2 separate regions of the Cricetulus griseus genome follow, and region 2 is linked to region 1. Evidence: chromatin contacts called from public Hi-C data. All regions are on one chromosome and are shown on one strand. Each heading gives the region's core, a stretch centred on a gene start, on an enhancer-like site or on the middle of the called end of the contact. The rest is flanking DNA. Distances are from core to core; before and after follow the strand shown. Region 1 holds the start of Lpin3 (phosphatidate phosphatase LPIN3). Region 2 overlaps Zhx3 (zinc fingers and homeoboxes protein 3).

Region 1 (4,063 bases), core at 1,312-3,811:
TTTTGATCCACACATAGGCAGAGAGAATAAGCCTGGGTCTGGGGTGGGCTTTTGAAATCTCAAAGTCCATCCCTAGTGACACACTTCCTCCAACAAAGTCACACTTCCTAATCTTTCTAATCCTTTCAAACAGTTCCACTCCCAGATGACTAAGCATTCATATATGAGTCTATGGTGGCCATTCTTATTCAAGCCACCACAGTAGTTATTCTTTCATATTTTTCCGGGTATTCAAACATTATGTACTCTTATAACCACGGGATTACAGTAATACACTGTATTGCAAATATACTGTATAACTTTTAAAAAATTGACAGGAGGTATTAAACATCTGCCCGTGTGTGTGTGTGTGTGTGTGTGTGTGTGTGTGTGTGTGTGTGTGTACTTCATATTTTGAGGCATGATGGATACAACCATTATCCTAATCTTGGTCTTGCATACCCATGTTAAAGCTCAAATTGAACCCTGTAAATGTGTGTGGTTTGCTGTACATTAGTTATGCCTTAATAAAACAGGAATATTCACCTGTGGCAGATCCCTCATGATAAAGGGTATCTGGTTAGACCCTTCCCATTTTAGATACTGAAGTCTCCATTAAAAGATTCTTATCTCTCATTAGTCATTTTTGTTTTGCAGAGTCCCTGCATCTACCTGTTTATTTTCACTTGTAAAGCAGTCATCATCCCCACCATGCTGTGATAAAATATCCTGACCAAAAGAAACCTAGGGAAGAAAGGAGTTTTTTCCCCCTAAAACATATAATTTCAGGGTACAGCCTATCATGGGAAAGTCAAGGCAGCTAGTCAAATAGTCATACCACATACCTTCTGCCTCCCCTCCCCCCCAAACCAGTGGGTTTTTCTCAGGGTCCACCTTAGAACCTACATTGAAAATCCCACTGTGAGTTTTTTGTTCCAGATTTGATTTTTTTTTCTTCCTTTTTTTGGTTTGAGACAGAGTCTCACTATGTAGCTCTGGCTGTCCTGGAACTATGTAAACCAGGCTGGCCTCAAAGTCAGAGATCCACCTGCCTCTGCTTCATGAGCCCTGGAATCAAAGGAGTGTGCCACCACGCCCAGCTTCCTGTTTGAAATATTTTGAGTTCCCTCCCAAGAAAGAAAAACCAGGAACCCAAGGAGTAGACTGAAGAGAACTGACTTTCAGACTGTGGACTTGGATACTCCTGGGGGTTTGTAGAGAAAGGTTACAATTTGTACATCTGGCATGCTGTCCCAGGGAACCAAGGCTCCCACTAACTTAAACAGTTTTTGAATTGACATGGCATTAAAATAAATTTGTAAAAAAAAATAATGTAAATATAATAATGTAAAAAAAGGAATATTATTTTAAAATCTCTTTTACCCTTTTCCCACTTTAACTTTGTAAGCTCCATGCATGCTGCTATACTACAGCTCATCTACGGGGCTCTGGGGGGGTTGTTTGTTTGTTTGTTTGTTTTTACTACTATGCAGAATTTCAAGGCACATGTTTTAGTTTCATTTCTGTTGCTGTGATAAAATATCCTGATCAAAAGAAACCTAGGGAAGAAAGGAGTTTTTTCCCCCTACATATAATTTCAGGGTACAGCCTATCATGGGAAAGTCAAGGCAGCTAGTCAAATAGTCATACCACATCCAGTCAATGGCAAAAAGAAATCAGCACATTTAATGCCTATGTACTTGCTTGTGCTTGGCTAGATTTCCCCACAGTTCAGGACCTTCTTCCTAGGGAATGGTGCCACTCATAGTAGGCTGGGTCTTCCTACATCAAGTAGGCAAGACAATACCCACAGATATGCCCAATGTACACAATCCCTCATTAAGACTCTTCTTCCCAGGGGATTCTAAGCTGTGTCAAATTGACAATTAAAGCAACAACATACATCAACAATATTTTGTTTACTCAGTCCCTAGGGCTTCTTTTGCTCCAAATCCCCTACCTATCTCCAACACTATAACAAATAATCTCCTTTTATTTTTACAGATCTGAGTAAACTTTCTCAGAGACCACCCCAGCAGTGAAAACGCTGCACTATGGGCCATGTGCATATCTGAGTTTTTACCAAGAACTGGCTCTTCTACTACAGAGGGCCAAACCGGTTGACAGTTCCCACTATGTGGCTGGAGAGTTAGTTCTCTATATTTGGATTTCAGGCCTTCATACTGCAACTAAGAGATGGACCTTGGTTTCTAGTAAGTCCCACCCATTCCAATTTGGCACTGGCCTTATGATCACTGACAAACAATTCTTCAGGCTGTGGCCATTCCCTGGTGATTTAACAAATGGATTTTCATTTTTATTTTTACTTGTTTTCTAAATTATATTTCTGGGGAAAGGTGCAAGTTAGAGATGGGAGTTCTTTGTTCTGTCTTCCCTGGGCACTCTTTGGAGCCCACAAAGGTCCCACGTCCATGAAAGAACTGGTCCTTGGTGCTTGGGCCAGTGTCCTAAACAGCAAGGAATGCAGTGACTCAGCTAGTTACTCAGGGACACTTTAGTGAACAAGGCCACGGAAGGAAATCATTACAGACAGCTGGACTGTAAAAAGCAAAAATACTCCACACACCAAACTCTACAAGCCAGTAGAAGCCGAGCGAGCGTTCTATGATTCAACAGGCCTGTTTCTGCCACGTGGCTCATGCTCATGATACGTGGCACATAGCCCTGGTTTGCTGCTGGCTGCTGCTCTGAGCTCTGCTAGGAAGCCACAGAGCGGGATCTCAGGAAGGCTGTGAGTGCATTTTTCTCCCCACTCTGACTCCCAACTCTCCCCACCTGTCTGCTGTTCTTTTACCCTCTTAGCATAGCCCTCAAAATCAATAATAACAATAGGCTGGAATTTATCATTTCACACACGCTGGCAACTTGGCAGGGACACAAGGTCAAACAACCGGCATCCTCTCAAGGCCCTGAGGCAGGCAGATACCTGACAAGTCTTGCTCCCTGGGGTAGGTTCCAGTGTCCTGGGTAAAGAAGCCAGTGGCAAATACAAGGGGAACTGAGTCTGGGATGGAGGCAGGACAATTGAAGGTGTGATTCCAGGTTCACTGATTTTTACTGGAGGCCTAGTGTGTGCCAGACCCTGATCTTAAGATAGATTAGTGAAGACAGACCAAACATCTTGTCCTCCCAGGGGCCATGTTCCTGTGGAGGGAGACAAACACCAGCTATCATCAAGAAGTTACAATAGCATGTGGAGGAGTGATCCGCGTGTGTGCAGGCATGCATACTCACCGGGATGAGTTCCGTGTTGGTGTGCTCACTTGTTTGCATATGTAGAAGCCATCGTCTTCCTCCATTGCTCTTCATTTTACTTTTTGGAGACAGTGTCTCTACTGAACCTAGAGCTATTTAAGCTATATTGATTGGCCAGAGAGCCCCTGGGATTCTCCCGTGTCTATACCCACTACTGCTGTCCCTGTATCCCTTCCCCCAACACACAGCTGCTCTGTAACCAGAGCTATAGACACATACTGCTTCTACATCCAGCTTTCACACGAGGGTCGGGGCAAAACAAGCACATGACCTACTAAGCCATCTCCCCAGACCCATGGAAGAGATTCTGGATGCTGGGAAAGAACAGAGAAGGGATATAATTTGGGAGAGGCAGAGGAGGCTCTACTGAGGTGACCTTCGAGTAGTTGTGATATTGGTGAGAAAGCCCCGTGAGTACCAACAGAAAGTTCACTCTCTTGATGGAGGAAGCACCAGTGCCATGAGCTGGGAGTCATGTGGCAGAAACAGCCTGTGAAGTCACGGATGTTCAGCTCTTCTGCCTTGTAGAGTTTGGTGTGTGGAGACTTTTTGTGTTGGGAGGTTGGTGAGTCTTGAAGGATTTTTTAAAATTTCATTTATTTATTATTTATGTGTATTTGTGTGAGCTTGTGTGACTATATGTGCTCCACATATATGCAGTGCCCACAGAGGCCAGATGAGGGCGTGTGATCTTCTGAATCTGGAGTTACTTCTGCCATATGGGTGCTGGGTGCTGGGAACTGAACCCAGGTCCTCTGGAAGAGCAGTAAACATTCTTAATGGCTGAGCCATCTCTCTAGTCTGTGAA
Region 2 (4,064 bases), core at 1,047-3,546, 150 kb before region 1:
CAGGCCATGGTTCACTTGTCTTGACACCTTAGCGCATTTCCTTTCCAGTCCTGTTTTGACCCTTCTCTCACTGGAGCAGACTGAAGGGCCAGTGTCATTTCCCAAATCCTTCAGCTGCTCCTGACTTCTGTTGACTGACCCAGAAGACCCAGCAAAGGGGACAAATGTTGGTGAGGGAGAAATGACCTGGGTCTTAATGTCTTGACACCTTGTGGCTGTCTTGCCTGATGCAGGCATTGTTCCTCCATGTGACAGCTTGGGTAACTGCCTTCCATCCAGTGGTTTATGACCCATAGAGACTCATCTAATCCATGCAGTGCTTAAATACATGCTTGGGTACATCTGAGAAATACTGACACTGGACTTGTATGGATATTCACCAGCTCCTTGGCGCATGAAAATAGTGGTCAGGTTGGAAACCACTGGCTTGGGCAGAGGAAATCAAACGAGTGAATAGGAAGTCAGTGGTACCAGGAACAAAGCCAAGAGTCCTTGTGTTTGGCTAGCAGGACAGTGACAGGTAAAGAGGGATCACCAGGGAACACTTACCAAGAGATCATTGCCTTACAAGTTCAGGGACATTCTGCCTCCGCCACAGCACTGAAAACCCTGGGGTTAGGAGGCAGAAACAGTTTGTAACCTTTACTAAGAAAATTCATTTACAGGTAGCCGTGCCTTTAGAATGGGGGTGGGGGGTTGTCACTTGTGGCCAGACTCACCCTGAACTTCAGCTGAGGACTGGGACTAGACAGCCACTTGTCATTCAACTTGTCTTTTACCTCTGACCATATCAGATGTATTGAGGGGTGGGGAGTAGGTGTGAAGTTACCTTACCAAACTAACTTAGTGACCAAAGCAAGCCCAGACCTCCAAGCATTTTAATGAATTGGATATGGCCCTTAGAGGCTTCCCCAGAGGATGTATACCCATGGGCCAGCCTGTTTCTTAGGAATAGTGCACTCCCAGCTGGCTGCTGCTGCTGTCTCCACCCAGGACTTGAGATCGCACCATGATATTACACTAGTTTAGTCAGTCCAGTGACCTGGCCTTTAGATCCAACACAAAGCAACTCCTTTAGGACCCAAGCTGGCCTTGTGAAACAGTAGACCCTGATGCTGTTTAACTGATACCCTTGTTCTTTCCCAGGTGGGTTTATTTTGGGATATGTTAGGCCAGTGTGGTCATCCCAACAAACTTCAGTTGCCTTACATCTTAGAGGTGTGGGTTTGACCCTGGTCTTCTAGAAGGCTCCTGGGTCTTCCTGCATAGTGGCAAGCCCACCTTACCAAACAGCATGTCCTACTGACAATTTTCACCAGAAAAAGAAAAGAACACAAAAAAACCTGCCCATGTCCTATGGCTCTAAGATTAGACTTGTTTGACTCAGCACAATTTTAAAACTCCACAGTCGTTTCACATGGAAGCTATACAGTGAGCTCGCAGAAGACAAGTGAATTGGAATGTTTCCCTGGGGTGCTGAGGGAAGTCCCAATATTTATCAATTTTAAGGTCAGACTTGCATAAATAAATAAGTAAATATAAGGGTTTTTAGCTTTTTATTAATCACCACCACCACACATACACACACACACACACACACACACACACACATACACACACACAGTCAGCAGATTAGAAATGTCTGTACAGTTTTATTTAGGAACAGTCAAAAGATTGGAAGTACCACTGAGGCCCATTCAAACTACATAAGCAATTTTGTCCCTCATCCCATCCCTTTACCCAAATTTGCAGATACAAAATCTAGGAAATGTGCAATTTGCATCTTAGAAATAGCAGCATCCCCATGGGGGACCTTAGGAGGCCCAGAGACTCAGTCCCAGGAGGCCAGCTACACACCTTCCACCACACAGCCTACACCAAAGGCAAAGGCCGGCTTCTATTCAGGTGTTTCCTGGGTAAAGGATTCATTCCCACACTCCAGCCAAGTGTGGCCCATGCTACCTGTACCTCAGTGCTTGGGAGGCAGAGGCAGAGGCAGGAAGAGTGTTCAAGTTTGAGGCCAGCCAGGTCTATAAAGTGAGTTTCAGGCCAGCCAGGGTCACACAAAAAATTCCCACTCCACAAAGGCCCATGTGACAGAATAAGCTATTTCTCACTTTGCTCTCATAGCTGGTCACAGTAGCAGGTGACACCCTGCCATTACACAGGACAGCTGCCCCTCACTTAGCACCAGGATAGTCACTGAAACTGTTCCTGGGAGACAGGAAGCACGTCAAAAGCAGACTGTTCAAGTTGTCCCCCGTCACACGGCTCAGCAGTCTGGCCCCTGAGAACAAAGCCGTCCATACTGAGATCAAAACAGAAAGTAGGTTCTTGAGGACTAGGAACCCCAGGACATTATCAGCAAGGACTCTGCAGGCCCTTGGCAGCCTTCCCAACTCCCCAAGGGCTGTGTCAAGACAACTCAAAGAACAATAGTCAGCAGGGGCCAGAGAAAGGTTGGCCCGTTTACTCTGTTTAATAACATTATGACACAGTCTGACCTTCCTGGCAAAGCTGAACAAAGCAGGCTACTTAGAAGCATGGGAGAGAGATCACTGCCCTAGTGACCACTGCTGCCCTTGGCCCACCCAGTTTCAAAAGGAGCAACCCAACACATGCTGGAACCCTGCTAAGGAATGGAGGCTGGCTCTCACTGCAGCCAATTGCCTCACTTGGGGCCCTAACCCTGAGCCAAAGAAGCTACAAGAACAAAGCCTCTCTAAGCACAAACTGCAGGTTAGAGGGGACCACATTATTACAGACTTTCGCCGGATGTACAGTGTTGCTTCTGGGACTTGCTTGAGAAGGATTGAGCACTGGCAATTCTTTCTATATTCAGTGTCTGAGCAGGCTTTATCATAGACATTTTACCTTCAACTCCAGATGTACAGAGTAATTCTGAAATGACCCACCTTCTGTAGAAGGAAATACAAGTCAAAAGGCATTGACCAAGAAAAGCTATTAACACACAGGTGCCCATCTATGTGCACAGTACACCAATCTCTTGACAAAAGAGGCACTGATAGCAGGTAAATGTGCAGGTCACTCTCGGGTGTCCTGACTTGCCATCTGCCCACCCTTGTAAACAGCAGGAAGATACCATGCAGCAAACAGTCCCTGCCAAATAGCTGTTCTCCCTCTGCTCTGCCTGGTTCCTACCAGAGTAGGAGCAATGTCTAGCGCAAGGAGGGCAGAGACATTCGAGTAGTAACTACACTAAATCCATTCAGCCCTGCAAATCACAACTCTGAAAAAGGAAGCAGGTACCTACTTCTGTCCTTTGGCAGCCAGGATCTGCCTTGGTCTCATTCCCAACCTCTGGATTCCCACATTGCTCCAGACTTCAGTTGACTTGGGAAGAGGTGCTCCTGCTAGACCCTGACTCAGAAGAACCTGCACTGTTTTTCAGGTCTGAAAGGCTAAGTCCATAAAATTGCTGGCTAGTGTTGACAAACATTCAGACCCCAAAGCAGGTTCTCAGTCCTAACACCATACACCCTGTGAGCTTCCTGACCACGTGCAGGTTCTGGGCTGAGTGCACCTGGGCTTGCCACTCCATGCAGCTACCCTTAGTGGCCAGGCACTAGGAACACAAACTCCTGCAAAAATGCATTCTGAGGACTCAGTTCCATTTGGATTTCTAGCTAATAAAACTGGTAGCAGTTGAAACAGCAAGCAGTATAATCAGTTCTGTCATATTACTCAGTCAATACCAAGCCCAGACATTCCACTGAAGACTCCCAACAGCCTCATTAGCCCTGCAATATACAGCTCAGTCATTTACCTGCTCCACTGAACCAGAGTAGAGCAAACTGCAGTGTGGATAATGCAGATTGAAGTCTCAGAAATGCCTATGCTTAGAGAAGCCCTTTAGGCTCCAGTGCTAGAACACATGGAAATCACCCCCTAATGGTCTGGGCAGATGGTGGTGAGCAGTGAGCTAGCTCTTGAGAAAAAGAAGGGGAGGCTAAGTCAAGGATGCTGATGAGGGGGTTTCAGTCTGGAGTAAGGAAAACCAGGCAGCCTGCCAAACCTTGGCCAGGATGACCTAACCAAAGACC

What was found. Hi-C and Micro-C count contacts between places; a contact is called where the count stands out from the background.
Region 2: a contact with region 1 is called in a Hi-C map of liver, with 2.3 times the contacts expected there. The contact joins the enhancer-like site here to the promoter of Lpin3 in region 1. A contact is called at or near these places in 2 of 8 Hi-C or Micro-C datasets (the CHO-K1 cell line and liver).

What each region holds. Positions count from the first base shown.
Region 1 is chr6:18,593,151-18,597,213 of CriGri-PICRH-1.0, reverse strand. It overlaps Lpin3 (phosphatidate phosphatase LPIN3), which reads left to right and starts at 2,561. Exons shown (of 22, transcript XM_035446544.1): 1 at 2,561-2,731.
Region 2 is chr6:18,744,698-18,748,761 of CriGri-PICRH-1.0, reverse strand. Zhx3 (zinc fingers and homeoboxes protein 3) reads right to left here. Exons shown (of 5, transcript XR_004770600.1): 5 at 1,633-2,918. Among named protein-coding and RNA genes, the nearest start is that of Plcg1, 33 kb to the left of the region's middle. Within about 2 kb of position 2,296, at least 1 of the 6 cell types and tissues checked has open chromatin away from gene starts, as enhancers often do.